Linked DNA regions of Columba livia: region 2 is linked to region 1. A link is a contact called in public Hi-C data. All regions are on one chromosome and are shown on one strand. Each heading gives the region's core, a stretch centred on a gene start, on an enhancer-like site or on the middle of the called end of the contact. The rest is flanking DNA. Distances are from core to core; before and after follow the strand shown.

What was found. A called contact is a pair of places that touch in the nucleus more often than the background predicts.
Region 2: a contact with region 1 is called in a Hi-C map of liver, with 4 times the contacts expected there. The contact joins two enhancer-like sites. A contact is called at or near these places in 2 of 2 Hi-C or Micro-C datasets (crop and liver).

The regions. Positions count from the first base shown.
Region 1 is chr12:8,066,985-8,074,910 of bColLiv1.pat.W.v2, forward strand. The region is part of intron 1 of PLS3 (plastin 3); the gene reads right to left. Among named protein-coding and RNA genes, the nearest start is that of PLS3, 15 kb to the right of the region's middle. Within about 2 kb of position 3,092, at least 1 of the 3 cell types and tissues checked has an H3K27ac peak away from gene starts, as active enhancers do.
Region 2 is chr12:8,130,468-8,138,393 of bColLiv1.pat.W.v2, forward strand. LOC102096298 (UAP56-interacting factor) reads right to left here. Exons shown (of 9, transcript XM_005500475.3): 3 at 7,536-7,678; 4 at 5,424-5,551; 5 at 4,487-4,571; 6 at 4,009-4,052; 7 at 3,848-3,922; 8 at 2,253-2,364; 9 at 190-1,502. The coding sequence ends at 1,407. It overlaps LOC110357462 (a long non-coding RNA gene), which reads left to right. Exons shown (of 3, transcript XR_010475662.1): 3 at 6,246-6,372. Among named protein-coding and RNA genes, the nearest start is that of LRCH2, 20 kb to the right of the region's middle. Within about 2 kb of position 4,299, at least 1 of the 3 cell types and tissues checked has an H3K27ac peak away from gene starts, as active enhancers do.

The DNA of each region.
Region 1 (7,926 bases), core at 1,842-4,341:
TGCAGCTGCCACTTGAAAGAAAAAAAATGGCTTGAAAAACACTTTTGCACTCCACCAAGACCAGGTTGCCTGTGCATCAGGTTTAGAGGGAAACAACTTTGCTCTGACTTGCATCAGCAATCGGCTTCAGCATCATGTCAGCTCCTTGGTGCAAGGACCCCATCTGTCTGCTCTGATCCAAACCGGAGACTGCATCCAGCTCATAAAGTCTTGGGAGAAATAGGCAACAAAGCTGAATAAACTTACTTCAGGGAGTTTAGTCCCTCCACTTTTCGTTCTGTGTATGAACACATTGCACAGTATAAATTAATCCTGTAAGGTTTAGGAAGTGCTTAGGCTTTGGGGCTTGGCAGGTCCTGGGGAGAGTGTGCCAAAGCCCAGCTCCCAAATCAGGCTGTGACGACTTCTACCAACAGCAGAATCATTGCAGGAGCAATGTCTGATTTGGGGAAGGAAAAGAAAACAACTCCTCCCCTTGTCTCTGGCATCTGTGTTGCTAGGATAGAAAAGCAGCACCTGCAGGTGTGCAGGTTGAAGATTCACACTGGAGAGGCAGACACCTAAAAACCACCAGCACATGGGTCTTCCAGCCCCCACTTCTTTTTCTGTAGGTGAGTGTAAAACATCTTATTGGGCTAACAGCTACTACTGTTCCCCCTGCCGGGAAGGGAAAGAGCATTGCCACCCGCTGTCCCCAGTCAGCACAGATCCTCAGGGGCTCCACCATGAGGAGAAGTTCAACTGGTGCACACACAGTGCACACGAAATACCTATCTTCCACATTTGCAAAATATCAACAATAGCCAGTTTTTGCTTTAAAAGCACTCTGCTCTCCAAATACTCCAAATCCATCCTGTTGGTCCAACCTGCAATTACACTCAAACCTAAAATAGCACTTTGACAGTGCAAGCACCCACTCATCTGCACGTCATGCCCCGAGACTTGCTGTGCTGGGGTGTGGTGACGGCAGGCAGCGGGCAGGCAGCTCCCCGGGCACTCCCTGCCCACTTCCTCCAGCATAGCTGGGCACACACCGTTCCCCATACTCTTCCAAAATAGGAAGTTTTACAATCAGGCTAACATAGCAGTGTATTTTGCTCTTTAAGAAAACCTTTTAGGGAAGCACAAGACGTCCAGGATGCTCAGAAGTTATTCTACTCAGGTGAGATGTCTGGTCTCCCGCATGGAGCATCAGGATTGAAAATTACACGTGAGGAGGACATGCAACACTGACAGGATCCCTCCAGCAAACCATTACGCAAGGACACATCTCCTCCCCAGCTCCAGCTGCCAAGTTTCACTGGGAAGCCACTAAGACGTATTTGCCCTCCAGAGGTTACTCAGCAACAGCTGTGGGAGTGGCAAACACTGCCTTCCAGGTGACAAGGGAGCAGAGAGGGTAAATCCAGGAGTCACCTTGTCACTCTCACCACTAGCCCCCAAGAATGGACCCTCTGGCAAAGGTCTGGGGCAGGAAGAGAGCACATGCAACGTGCTGGCCTTCAGCTGCAGCAGACTGTGCAACCCCACTGCTCTCTCCAGCGAGTCCCACCACCCAGAAGAGGACAGCCACCTGCTCCTGGACACCCAGCTTTCCTGCCCACTCCAGAAGTAGTCTCTTCCACCTCTAGTTAGCAACACCAAGAGATGTACATCTTCCAATATTAGCATGACAAGGCAACTAATGAAACCCACAGCAATGTCTAAGTCCCTGGGCATTCTACACCAGCCCTAGCGATTTTTGGGAAGGCTTTTTGCCTGCAGGCACCTCTAGCTCCTGTCTAAAAAAGCTGTTTGCTGGGATACAGCCAGCTCCACTGCCATCCAGTCAAGGGGGTGTAGGACAAGCTGGCCCCCTCCAGCATCCCCATGCTAGAGAAACCCCCATGGCCAGAGGGCTGGGCTGGGCCACACCAGCCCCAGCAGATCCCAGAGCCAGCAGAGCATCAGCTGGCTGGGTGTCCACAATCAGCAAAGGTGGCTCAGCTTCCTGGCTCTGCCTGCTCTGGTGCCGCATAACAAGCATTTTTGGGAGCATCCTCCCGAAGACAGGAGCGTGGACAGAGCCAAAGGAGTAACTAGCTGGAAGAGAAACCAGGTAACCCAAATAGTCTATCAGAAAGAAATCACCACACTTTACGAGCCAAGGCTCTAGAGAGCAAAGCTGAGTGGCCAGCCACTACCCCATTTTGGACTAGGATCAGTGACCATTTACCATGTGCTGGATGCTCCTCTCCTCCAGTTCTGTCCACATTCTCTTTTAAAGATAAATTGTGCACAGATGGATAGAAGCACTCTCCCCTGTGTTTTTTTATAAGCTTCTTGCCTTTGCCTTCAGTCACAACCAACTGTAGAGTACATTCCATCAATGTAAACAGCTATGGAAGGATTTGACAACAGAGGAGCAAGCATTTGAGCTAAGTCCTCAATTTATCAGTGTTTTTTTTTTCAAAAAAAAAAAAATCCATCTTTGCTAGATTTCCTGCTTAAAAGCTTCCTGAGCTGCTCTTTCAGTGAGCCTGTCATCAGGAAGAAAGCAAGACATTAGTCAGGCTCACGCTTATTTAATAAAAAAATTGCATATGCAGCAGGGACTGAAAGTTAGTCTTTATTTAAAAAACACTTGCAAACCGAAGTATGATTTTTGCAGTGCAACATAGATCTGAGGACTTGCCTGACTTACCCTGTGCTCCAACAGCTATCAGCTTAGTAATTAACTGAGTAGTTATTCACAGCCTAGAGCAGGGAGCCATGCAGTCACCAAAGAAGACAGCAAGTATGCCCAGAACACCGTGCAAAGGATATCTTGTGTCTCACTACTTCGTAAGGAAATCGGAGGCTCCACTGATGTCAGCTCCAGGAAATGAGCCACAGGCAGATGATGCCGGAAGCAGACTTTATATTTAGTACTGAGTCACCCACTTTATTAAATTCGAAAGACACAAAAGGTGGGTGTGGAGAGGGGACATGTGGAAAAAAAAAAAATAAAAAATGAACACGTTATTCCCTTGTGATCACAGGCAATGGGGAGTCTGGAGTTGGGTGGGTTTTATTGTAAAGGGAGAGAGAAACTAAAGGTGACCAAGGGAACCTTTTCTGCACTTTCACTGAAAAAACAGTTGCCAGATGTACTGCACCTCCCAGGGCAGAAGCCAGTGCTGAAGGTGCTGCAGGTGTTTGCGGTGCCACCAGGGTTTGCTCCAGTCAGCCCTGCAGACAGGTCTCAGGCCTGAGCAGGGAATCACCAGTTCTGGGGCACTTTCTCATCCTTCCTGCTATGTCATCTTTGAGCCAAAGCAGAAGCTGGTAGAAGGAACTTGGAGTGGAGAATAAGCCAGTTTTGCAGCTCCACCTAACTCACCATGAAGTGCACCTTGCACCTATCACACCCCAAAGAAAACATTTTGTTTTGGGCAATTACAACAGCATGAGGTGAAGGTCGATTAAGACCAAAAAGCCCGCAAGTCACTACTCAAGGAAATAGTGCTATATAACTGAAATTGTACTGCTGAGGAACACATGTGACTGCCCAAAATTTCTGAACAGGGAAGTTGTTCTAATCCATTTTCTGACAACATCAGTTTAGACACATTTATAATTGAGAAATGTAAAACATTCATGTGGGCTGCATCCTCATGGAATAAACTTCAGATTAATTTGCAAAACCTGCAATTTAATAGGAATGTAGTTCTTTGTACTAAGGTCTTTTGATATACAGAAGAAATAAAGTTTTAAAAGACAGCAGAAAAATGTTAACTGCAGATGGTACCACAATACAAATGACAGGAGTACAGATTTGTTCACGAGAGGTTCATATTTTCATACAAGTTCATCATAAGCCTTTTCATTTTCTGTCAATGATAAATTCTTTGCACAATGAGCAGCAGCGACAGCTCTGCAAAGTTTTCAGCTACTTAAGCCAGACTTTTCCCCTGAGAAGACTCACTTGCCAAATACTAAAACATAAATACTGTTACCAAAGCCAAGCACTGTACCTCATTTTGATTTTAAAAAAGCCAACAGCAAACGAGAGCTATCTCTAATGCCAAACACCACCAGTGTCTTGCCTAGAGAAGAAGCCTATTAGATTACTAATAAAATTGGTGTAATCTGTAAAATAAGATTACAACAGCAAAAAGGATGTGGCTTGAAAAATAAATCCATGGACAGCAGCAAGACCAGCAATTATGCAGAACCAGAGGTCAAGGACTGCTTAGTGTCTTCCACCTATATGGAAGAAAGGGTTATACCACTGTAGTCATCACCTGCTCCAAATAGCACATAGACATTTAGCCAACTGTTGACCACCGTCCGGACCAGTTTGCTGCAAACCACTCCTGGTTGCTGGGGAGGCTGTGGGAGACTGCCACTGGGTGGCTCTTCAGTCCCACACCACTAATCTGCGGGTCACCTCCCACTATCAGAAAGGTTTCGGTGCTGGGACATCAAGGCACAGCTGGTATAGTCACAGACCAACCTGCGCAGCAGCCTGTAGGCCCAGCCCAGCCTACAAGGATCTTTGAGGAGTCGCTGGTATCTCATCTGGACATTCTGCCAGATGCTGGAGGTAGAAGATTTTGGCATGTAGCTCATCATGTTGTACAAGTGGGCCTACAAATCCAGCTGTGTTCAACTAGTCCAGAATCTCATCTCAAGGGACCTTGATGCTTTTCCTGGTATTTAGCTCATGCCTGCAGTTGTTGGCTTCCCCTCTAACAGCTCCTTTTGTCTCAGACCCCAACAGAAAATCTTCTGTAGGATGGACCTACTGGAGAGACTGACTTCAGGGGCTCCCTTGACTATTGCACTATTTTCAGCATGCAGAAAGGTGATGTAAGCTGAATATACCGCTCACACGTATACTGCAAGTTGTCACCCATAGCCTTTAGGTCCCTAGGGTGCAATCTTCACCATACAGCTCATTACACTGTTAATTAGTAAGCTGCCTCACATTTTCTAGCCCATAAAAAACAGCTACTAGTAGCAGACCGATCTCTATGCTGTGAAGCCAGTCTTTGCTTTGACTCAGATTTCTTATTATCAAGTTGGTTGCTGCTTCCGAGTTTAATAATTTTTGAATTAGTAAAAAAAAAAAAAAAAAAAAAAAAAAAAAAAGACAACAAAAAAAAAACACCACAACAAAAACAACAACAAAAAAACCCCACACAACACAAAACCATAAAAACACCTTGTCCTTCCAAATTTATAAAAAAATATTTACAGTTCCTACATAAAGCCAAGACTAAGCAAGGCATGCTATTTGATAGAAGGCATGAAGCAACTTCACAGCTCAGGTAGGAAGGGAAGATCTATAGCTGGGAGCAATAAGACCACAACAAGGATTACACCAATGAGGTCCAAATGTTGATGAAGAATATTAGCTACTAGTACTACAGTTCAAAGGGCAATGCACTAAAAGTGCAATACCTTGCTATGTGCCAAGCTGATATCAACGTAATGCACAAAGCCTTAATCACTGAAGTGAATTATTGACCAGTAATGGTTGTAAAGCCTCTTGCATAACAGTGGGTTTCAAGGCCATTAGTGCAGGGCAGAATCTTACTCCACCTCCTGTCTTTCCAAGACCTCTTTGCATAGACCTTCAGATAACGAAAAGCAAAGGGACCAACTAAAACGACCCTATATAACCCAGAAAAAAAGGTATATACCACTTCAAGAAGAAGGCGGTGGGAGGGAGGCACAAAAGGTCTTGTCTTTAGCAATAGATCTAACTCAAGTAGGCTGATCGCTGCCATACCCATCCATCCAGGAGAGCTACAGTAACTTCCAGGAGTTTCTGAGCCAGGCAGGGGTACAAGTTTTCAACAAGAAGTCCAACTATGCTGCCTTTGCTTGAGCATTTGGTTTGTATAAAACAGTGGCAAGAGCCCAGCTGGAAATGAGATCAACAAGAACATTACAAAGGGGTGGGCAACAGAAGGGCAGGGGCAGGATTGCACGGGAGCCTCCCATCCATGTCCCCAAGGAAAACTCAGTCCCAACTTCAGCCAAACAGTGCAGAAAGAACAGACTGAAGTTTAGCTCAGACATTAAAGCCACTTGTTCGAAATATTTACAGTTTTCAGAAGGCCCAGTTTCCCCTCTCTCCTCATGGAAAGGTGAACTTCACCTAAATGAGGGTTCAGAAACTTGCTTATTACTTCCAGAAGCACTGAGAAACATGAATGCATTTGTAAATATATTTCCGTATTGACCTCCTTCAAAGTGTTGCTATCTCAGAAACAGTTCTTAAAAACAGGAGCCAACCTGCCTGCTTGTCTGCACAATACCAATCATAACAGGATAACTTCACATACAGCTACAACACTCTATGTATTCTCTAAAATAATGTCCTCACGATCCATTCTTGAAGGCAAAACCTTTTGTGCAGCATTCAGGAAGAAAAAGCTTAATCACTATATTGCTTTGAAACTCACTTCCTTTATTTCTGTGACCACCTGGAGACAAGCACTTGTTCTATGCTGGGTCAAGGAAATGTTTAACTAGACTATTTATAGCAGAATATCTATATATACGTGTATATATATATATACATGCACACCACCACAGCACTGCAGCTGCTCAGCAGTTATAGCAGAAGGCAACCACAGTTTTAACCCAAGGAAAAGAGCAACAGGCTGGAGTATCAGGCTGCTCAGTAGTGTCCTGCTGCAGAGGCTCCAAGGCAGGAGAGCATCCAAGCCTGTCCCTGGGACGGGATTCAGCATCCCGGAATCTCAAAACCACAGCCCTGCTCCAAACCCAAATAAAGTTCCACAGACCCTTCCTGGCTGATTAGCAGGAAGGAGAGCAAGATAGCAATGGGAGCGTAAACAAGGACCTGGGATTTATGATCTTTCAGACATTGTTTAGCAAGTGACCCAGCTGAAGCACTGCTTCACAAAACAAAAATGCCAATTACAGGGATGGGTAGCTTGAATTCAAGTTTCCACTTGGTTAGCGGCATTCTGGATACACTGAGAACTTTCATGCTTGCCCAGCAGTTTCATCTGCTGGGAGGGGTTGTGCTGAGCTCTCCCAGAAAAATGGGGACAGCAACTGTGAAAGCACATGGGACCTCATCCACCATCTCTGTCCCTCCCACCAGGGCTGAGTCAAAGGCAGCAAGTTCAGCCCTACTATTTGTGAAAGCAGAGCAAGACACCCTTCTAACTTGTAGCACTGGAGAGACAGTGGGAAAAGCAGATAAACCATCCCCCTCCCCTGCTATTTTGAGCACAGCTCATCAAGAAGTAGTCCTGGCACCACGGGCTTCTGCAGCCAGGGCTGGGACAGTGTCACATACATGAACAATGTCGCTAGGGCAAAGACCAATACAAACATAAAAAAAAACAAACAAAAAAACCCCAGAACAAAACCTGATAAAATTTAGAAAGACACACATGCGTTGCTACAAATATGGTAACCTGAAGTGCTCCAGTCACCATTGGAAACGAATGGGTACTTCAAAGGTGGGTTGCTCTCCTGAAGAGAAATGACTGATCTCACCACACTATTGACAGAAACTGCATCACTCATAGCCACTATTTCTGGTATTAACAATGCAAAGTGTTACGTGGTACTTCCAGTATGAAGAAGCAGGATCACACCTCACTTGCCCTATCAGCTCCTGTGATGCCAAGCTGCAAAGATACTTTGAGGGAAAGATCTTATAGAAAAACAGAACCTAATCCAGAGAGGCTACAAGCTTCTGTTATCCAAGATCTTCAACCTGTGTTTTAAACAGCTTGTGCATTCAGCTCTGGAGAGCCCTAATTTAATCCCTAACATATTGACAAAAATCAGTCCCATATATCTAAATTGAGCACAGAATCACATGCTTTCCTGTTTTCCTTGTAGTATCAAAATACTTTTCATATGTTGATGGTCATAGAAAAAAAAAGCAAGGGAGAACAAAGGGGATTT
Region 2 (7,926 bases), core at 3,049-5,548, 65 kb after region 1:
TTTGGAGCCAGCTTTGGAGCAGCAAACTGCTGTGTGGCCAGGCCTGTCCCCCCTTGCCCATGGGTGTGCACTGATGGGGACCATGGCCTCCTCCATGTGGCCTCGGGTGCTGTGTCCCACAGCACCACGCTGAGAGGCTGAACATCCGACGAAAGCCTGTCAAAGGAAGGGAAATAAATGGAGATGACATTTGACAAGTTAGTTTTTTTATTCAGTGCATTGAACTCGTACATCACCGCTTCATCAACTAACAACATTTCACACATTCCTATAAAACCAATACCAAGTCCAGTCTCTTGTTAAAGACACTTCGTGTACAATGTAAAGCAGCCTATCAAATATTTACTTTAATAAGTGTAGCTTAGAGTTCAGAAACAGGCTGTGTTCAGTGTGTTCGGTGCCAGGTTGCAGTAGTGGGTGGAGAATGGATCACTGACTCATGGTTGGTGCAGGGCTTCGTTAATAAATGTCTAGACCCAGCTCATTAACATCTCAGCCAATGTTTATAAGACTGCTGTAGATCCTGGCCTCCCTTCTGCAGCTCCTAGTTTGATTATGCCAATGCTTTGAGCACAGGTGGAGCTGCAACTACAAAATCCCTAATGCAGAACTACTGCAGCACTGGAAAACCTGATTTGGGCTAGTGCTGCCTGTTTGTGCTCCGCACCGAGGACAGTCACTCCAGTGGCACAGCACGTCTCACCCTGTCCCACAACCAGGCCAGCAGCAGCAGTCAGAACAGCACAGCAAACCAAATAGAAATACAAGGTGTTCAGGCCTGACTGTCGGGGCAGAGCAAGAACGTTTTTGGGATGAAGGGGTCTTACACTGCAAACCTCTGTGCAGGCATCCCTGCACGCACAACAAATTGGGCAATTAGGTGGATGCTGGGGAACACAAGCAGCTGGAGCATCCCCACCAGTGCCACTGCTGGGACACATCCCTCAGCCCTGCAGATGCTCTGCTCCCTGGTTTGCATCCCATGTGGGCAGACACAGTGTCCTCAACACTGTCCCACCCATGGCACAACACAGGAAAGGCTCCACAGGTATGGCTTGGAGCTGGTCCCCCCTCCCTCTTGGGAGTCACCCCAGACAGCACAGGGTGCCCTGGCAGGGAAACAGGGCTGGTGCCAGCCCCACAGCTCCCCACCACAGCGCTCCCAGCAAATCCATCTCAGCTCACCCTCCTCCACCACCCTGCTCATGTCACACCTGCCCTGTGCTCTGGCCCCAACTCAACTCCTGCCTCATCTCTGCCCGAAATCACTCATTCATTCTGCGTGTAAGGAAGGAGACGGCACATTGCCAAATTAGCTATCTCAGAGGAAATATATTGAGTTTTATTGAGCTGCCCATTATGGGGCCTGGACTGTTTTGGGCAGTCCCTGTGATGAGCACGTGGTGCTAAGGCATGGTGACCCTCCGGCCGGTGCTCCTGGCTGCTGTAAAGCGCCTCTTATTCCTCAGACCAGAGAACCTCTCATCCAGCGTCAGGCTGGTCTGCAGGGGAAATGGAGAGCGAGTCAGTCCCATGTGTCATGGCAAAGCACAGCCAAACTGTAGCAGGGTATTGATTAGAGCCCATCAGTCAGGACGGTGCTTTGCAGCCAGTTAGTGAATTAAACCACTCAGCACATGGAGACAAGGAGCTCGACAGACTGTGTGCGGCTGGAAAACCTCCAAGCAGTGCCCAGCCCCAAGACACCGGGTGTCCTTGGCAAGAACAGGAGCAAGCAGATGGCATTTGAGCACAAGGCATCAAGTAAAACCAAACCATCCAGACAAGAAACGCTGGCAATGAAGAAGGTGGAGCAGGATTTCTGACCTGCCCCAGGGCTCTTGCACCATACTTCAGTGTAAAATGTGGCACTGAGGTCACCAAAGCAGAGAGAGCAAAGCCCAGAAGTGCCATGTGTCTCTGAGGAGTGGGGAGCACTGACAGTGAAACAGTCCCCCCTGGCCAGGACCACTTACAAGCAGCATCTCCCTGCTCTGGGCAAGCACATGGACAGGCCAAGAGGTGCCAACAGACTGGGGAAAATTAGGCTGAGTTTGTAGTTGCTGAACAGTCTTCTCAGGCGCCTTCAGTTTTGTGAGCAGCCCAGTCAGCACGGCTACAGGACTTTTCTCCTGGGTTATGCGAGATAAACCCAACTGGCAGCCCCAAAAACCTGAGCATGATGTTAACAGCTTAGTGGCAGGGCTGCTGCAGGGTGCAAGGTGTTGCCTGTCCCGACGATGATCCTCTACCTGGTTGGCCATTGCACGGAAGTTGAATCTCAGCGGCACTCCTTTGGGCTGGGGCTTGGCTGTGTGCAGCGGGGGCCTCTGGCGTCGCAGGAACGGGCGCTTGGATCTGGGCCTGGGAAAAGCACAGATCTGCAGTCACTGAGGATGCTAAGGCGGCTCGCTTCCTATCGTTTGCAAGTCAGCAAGGAGTGAAGGAGACACCTGCACGCCCTGTATGTCCCATAGGATATCTCACAGCAGCCTGGGTGAGTCTGAAGAGACTGGACAGGCTGGACGACTGGACAGAGAAGAACTTGACGAAATTCAACAAAGGCAAGTGCAGGGTCCCACACCTAGGGAGGAATAATCCCAGGCACCAGTACAGGTTAGGGGCTGGCCTGCTGGAAAGCAGCATTGCAGAGAAGGACCTGGGAGTCCTGGTGGACAACAGGCTGATCATGAGCCAGCAATGTGCCCTTGTGGACAGGAAGGCCAATGGTACCTGAGGTGCATTAAGACCAGCAGGTCAAGGGAGGTTATCCTCCCCGTCTACTCTGCCCTGGTGAGTCCACATCTGGAGTACTGTGTCCAGTTCTGGGCTCCCCAGTTTAAGAAGGACAAGGAATTACTGGAGAGAGTACAGCAGAGGGCTACAAAGATGATGAAGGGTCTGGAGCATCTTTCTTATGAGGAAACGCTGAGAGAACTGAGTCTGTTCAGCCTGGGGAAGGCTGAGAGGAGACCTTATAATTGTTTATAAATATCTCAAGAGTGAGTGTCAAGAGGATGGGACCAGACTCTCTTCAGTGGTGCCCAAGAATGGGATGAGGGGCAACAGGCACATATGGAAACATAGGAGGTTCCATCTGAATATGAAGAGAAACTTCTTTACTTTGAGGGTGCCAGAGCCTTGGAACAGGCTGTCCAGAAAGGCTGTGGACTCTCCTTCTCTGGAGACATTCAGAACCTGCCTGGACACATTCCTGTGCAATCTGCTCTGGTGAACCTGCTTTAGCAGGTGGGTTGGACTGGATGATCTCCAGAGGTGCCTTCCAACCCCAACCATTCTGTGATTCTGTGTAAAGGCTGCCAGGAGAGCTGCTGTGCGGGCAGAGTTCCAGCACTGGGGACTGTGTCACATCAAGTCTATCATGGGATGCTCTCTGTGTGCAGCAGATGCCAAGTGCCCTCACTCACCCTTCTTTTCTGCCCTTAGCTGGGTGCTGGGTCCTACAGCTGCACCAGCTCAGCCCAGGGGTGAAGCTGTCCCCTTCCAGCCTCTGTGTTCCCCTTACACACTGAGCATGACGTGTCCCGTTAGGCTGCATGGGTTCTTCCCTGTGACACCCCACAGTGAGCACAACCAGCCTGCTACCTCCCACATGCTGCCAGAGCTTCCATTTCTCCTCACTCTAGATAATGAACGAGCTGTATGGTAATTACCATCTCCTTTCAGATATGCCAGGAAGGGAACGAGACATCATTTGCTAACCATTTTTGGTCTGAACCATTCATTGTGCACTCATTATAGAAGAAGTGAAGCTGCAATAATGCTAAAGGGATTGGCAATGGCTTTTGTAGGGCTTGCATCCTAACAAATCATCTCATTTACTTACGTGCCGGTCTGGCCCGCCTGGGGATTAGCCACAGAAACCGTCAGAACTGCTCCAGGGCTGGGCTTCACTTGCCACCTGCCGAGACAGGGAGATGTATCCAGCTTCGATTCGAACATGAAAGAGCACGTCGTGTTTGCAGCGTGCCTTTGTTCACCAATTACCTTCTCCTCCTTGGTGGTTTCCCTTCTCTATTAGCATCCATCTGCTGTGAAATATATTAACAAAAAAAAATTACTTCAAGAATTAGCTCTCAGAAACCATGATTCCTTTTCCACTATTTCATTTGGTGTATCTGAATAGCCCTTTTGTTGCATGTTGTCAAGGAATCTGCTAATCTTGGGTTTCCTGCTGGCACGGGGATGTGTATGGGGTGGCTCTACTCTGCCCTGCTTGCGCTGCTGTATAAGCTGCAAGGTTTACTTTTATCACTTCCTTAGGCTTTATTTTCCAGCTGCCAGAATATTAAGCTACATTACAAGTTGCCTGTCCTGCAAATACTTTCCTCTGAACATACTAATTGTAAAAGTGATCCATCTCCCCCAGTTACTTTTGGAAGCAAAGATACAACTGGGCAAAAGCTGGTAGAACGGAAGGCTTGTCACCATCAGCAGGTTACAGAAAAAATGTCTCAATACTGACCCCTCTCTGAAAGTTGGCTTTGGAGAACCGCTGCTGCGTCTGCTTCTGCTGGAAGGCTGGTCCCCTCTTTAGCAGGAAAGGCCTGCTGGTATAGGAGAAGACAGAAAAGGACATCGTCGAATATCGTCACAGGTCTCTCCTAAAGTTTTATGCTAAAATATGTAATCCAGTGTGGTATTAAAAAGCAGGATGAGAAGCAAATGAGGCTGTGTGTTACCACACAGTTCACTCGTTCAGCCCAACAAGTTTTTCTGTCAGCGAAGACTTTCTGAGGAACTAATTTTTCTGCTCGAATGAAATAACAGCTTCTGTTTGTTCTGAACTCTGATCATTAAAAAAAAAAATATCGTGGAAGAAAATAATAGAAAAAAATCTGGTCAGCAGAGACCTCTGGAGGTCATTCAGTCCCTGCTCTACTCAGAGCTGAGAACGACAGGACTGCGAGGGAGCTTCCTTCTGGGCTCACAATGAGCCAGAACCGAGACTGTCCCCAGTGCCTGGCAACCTTTGCCACAGCTCCGGGGGTGCAGCATCTGCTCCTGCAGCCCCTCACCAGGACAGACTCCCTCTCCCTGCCTATTCCTTATGGCTGGAATCTGTATTTCCTGTCTTCATGAAAATAAATGCTATTTCACCCATCAAAAGTTTTCACCAAAGTGACAGAGGAAAATGTTTAATAAAAATATAAAGGTCACATTTTCCATGCTTTCTAAAATAAAATGACATATTATACCTGAATTATTAACTATCAGCGTAAGGTTGCTTTATTTCCAGGTACTTTCCCAACATACCCAGGGGTATTTTTCTCACATTGCATTAGCACACGTCCGTAGCCCTTCCCAGCTGGTGCAGACCAAGAGCAGAGCCCCAGGAGCTGCACAGGGAGTCAAAAAACAAAAATCAAAAACAAAAAAGCCCAAAATACAAAATATTTTACCTTTTCACTGGGGCACTGGTGCTGGCAGCAGCTGCTCTGAATCTCTTGGGGCCTGGGGGTGGCCATCGCCGTCCCTCCAGCTGCCCATTGCTGCTGCTTTTGGCGAAAGCATCGTTGTTCTTGTTTCCCTGAAAGAGCAGTGAGAGCTCAGCAGCTGCCACTCGTGCTGCAACCTCGCACAACAAAGGAGCGAGTGTGAGCAATGGCACACGACCGACTGTCCTTCCCTCCGCTGACTGCCGCTGTCTGAAGAGCCAGTGCATTTATCTGGCATTTTCTTTGGCTCTGTCTAGGGGAAAATCCAGCCTGCTCCAAGGTGCAGGCGGTGATGCTGACACCGCAGCAGTTCCTTCACTGCTCTCGGATGTGTCCAGTGTCACTTGCAATTGCTTCAAGGTGGGCTCAGCCCTGCACTGTTGCTCTGCATTCCCTGTATTCTCATTCCCAACCAGTTTTCCTTCTGCAGTCTTGCAACAAAAGAACTCTGCAAGTGCTTTTTTTTGTTATTTTCGTCGTTGATATTTTCTTGATGGGAAAGTGGTTCCTTGCTAAATCTATTAAAACCTGGTCTCTTCCATGGCCTTTTGTACCTACAACAGGAATAATTCTACCAAGCAGTGTTGCTGTAGTCTCAACATTTGGACTCAGTATACACTGTTGCCAACAATCAGTGTGTGTGCTTCAGCTCCTGAGCACGAAAGCATGAGTACCAGGAAGAATGTTTCATTCTAATGGTGCAGAAATTTTAAAAAAAAAAATAGTCTACAGAGAGCAAACCTCTCACAAACCAAGCATTACAGTTTTGTTCATGTTTCTTTTCAGCCATTGACTGTTTCTTGTTTGGACACAGAAGTTGCCTGGTTCAAGCCCTGAAGCATGAAGCACATCAGAAGACACCTCAGCAGCGCAGGTCCTCCTGCAGTTACCTACACAAACTGCCAAAGCCTCCATCCCATTTATTTCTGTGGGACAACCACCATTACTGTTACTACCTACTAACTGAGATGTGTTTCCACATTCTCCCCACTTGGTTTATTTCTGTAAAATGGAAGCTACAGTAGAATTATGCCTCCTAGCAACTGCTTATTACTTTCTGTTAATACCCAGCCACTCTCAATATCTGAGTCACTGTAGTCTTTATTTTCAGGAATAACCACTCTCCATGCACATGCCTGCTCAGTTTAGGGTTCTCTTATTTATACCCCCCAGACATAGCCATTAAATGTGCCATCATGTTCACCACTTTGCTGATCTTTTAAAAGCTTACTGGGCATATGTGACCTCCTAATTGAGTGGATTTCCATCAGTGTGGCAAAAAACAACTCCCTCTTACAAAGGACTATCTACCTGCTTGATTTCCACCTTCTACACCAAGTCACTTTAATATCAGTGGTACTCAGAAGGAAGCTGTAAGAACCACTTTCATGACCTTCCATCCCATCTCTTGAGTCTTAAAAATAGCTTAAAAATTAAATGAAAACATTTTATTTAAAGTGTTTTCGAGCAAAGACATGGTCTAAACATTTAAATTTGAAAAAGTGAAAGCCATTAATAAAAAAAAATATGCATTTTATGCTGAAGAATGTGGGCAATCTGACTCATGGCTGTCATAGCACTGGGAATCTGTGTCTCTGGGGAGATCCCCACTTGCTAGTGAAAAGTATGTCTCTGAATCAAAGTCACCTGAAGTCAACAACAGTCTATTCTTTGACCTCACTGAACCATGGAAAATGCTTTGGGTGAAGGAGAAATAATGGTGAATCTTAACATAACTCCTCTAAATGATAATAGTGAGATGACATGGAATTTGTTTTTATGGAAATACTTTTACATCTTTTAAGAACACATTTAAAAAAAATCTTTTTTGTAAAACCCATAGGAATTGATTCAGTAAAAATATGCCAAGTCATAAGCTTATAAAACCAACTGGAAAATTGCTATTTTATATGCATGTGTCTGTACTCACCTATGCATATAAATGCTGTGCACAGGCATATAAAAGATGTCTGTAAATTTTTTATGTAGATTGCTCTTTGGGGTGATCCAGGATCATAAAATCCAGCTGATTGCTACATGACATTTGGGAACAGCTGTACCTTCCTTACCCCCTACCTCTTGAACTGATGTCTGGCGATTTAAAGGGCTCACTCCATTTAATGCAGCAGCTGCTCTTCTCCTGGGACCGGGCACAGTATTCCTGAATTGCCTCCGATTGTATTGTTGTTGTCCAAACCCTCTTCTAAAACGGTTAGGTCCTATGAAAATAAACTCTTATTTTAGCATCCTTCAAAACTTGATTTATGATTACAATTTTGCAAATAGATTACAAGCTTAACTTAATATGCTATAGGAGTCTCTATATAAATAATGATGCAAGAATTGTATTAACTTATTCCAGAAAAGTAAATTGATTTTGCAGAATATTAAATAATTTATCTCTCCAGTGTTTCACTAACATTCTTATTATATGCAGGAGTGACAAACACATCATTTGATTTGAAAG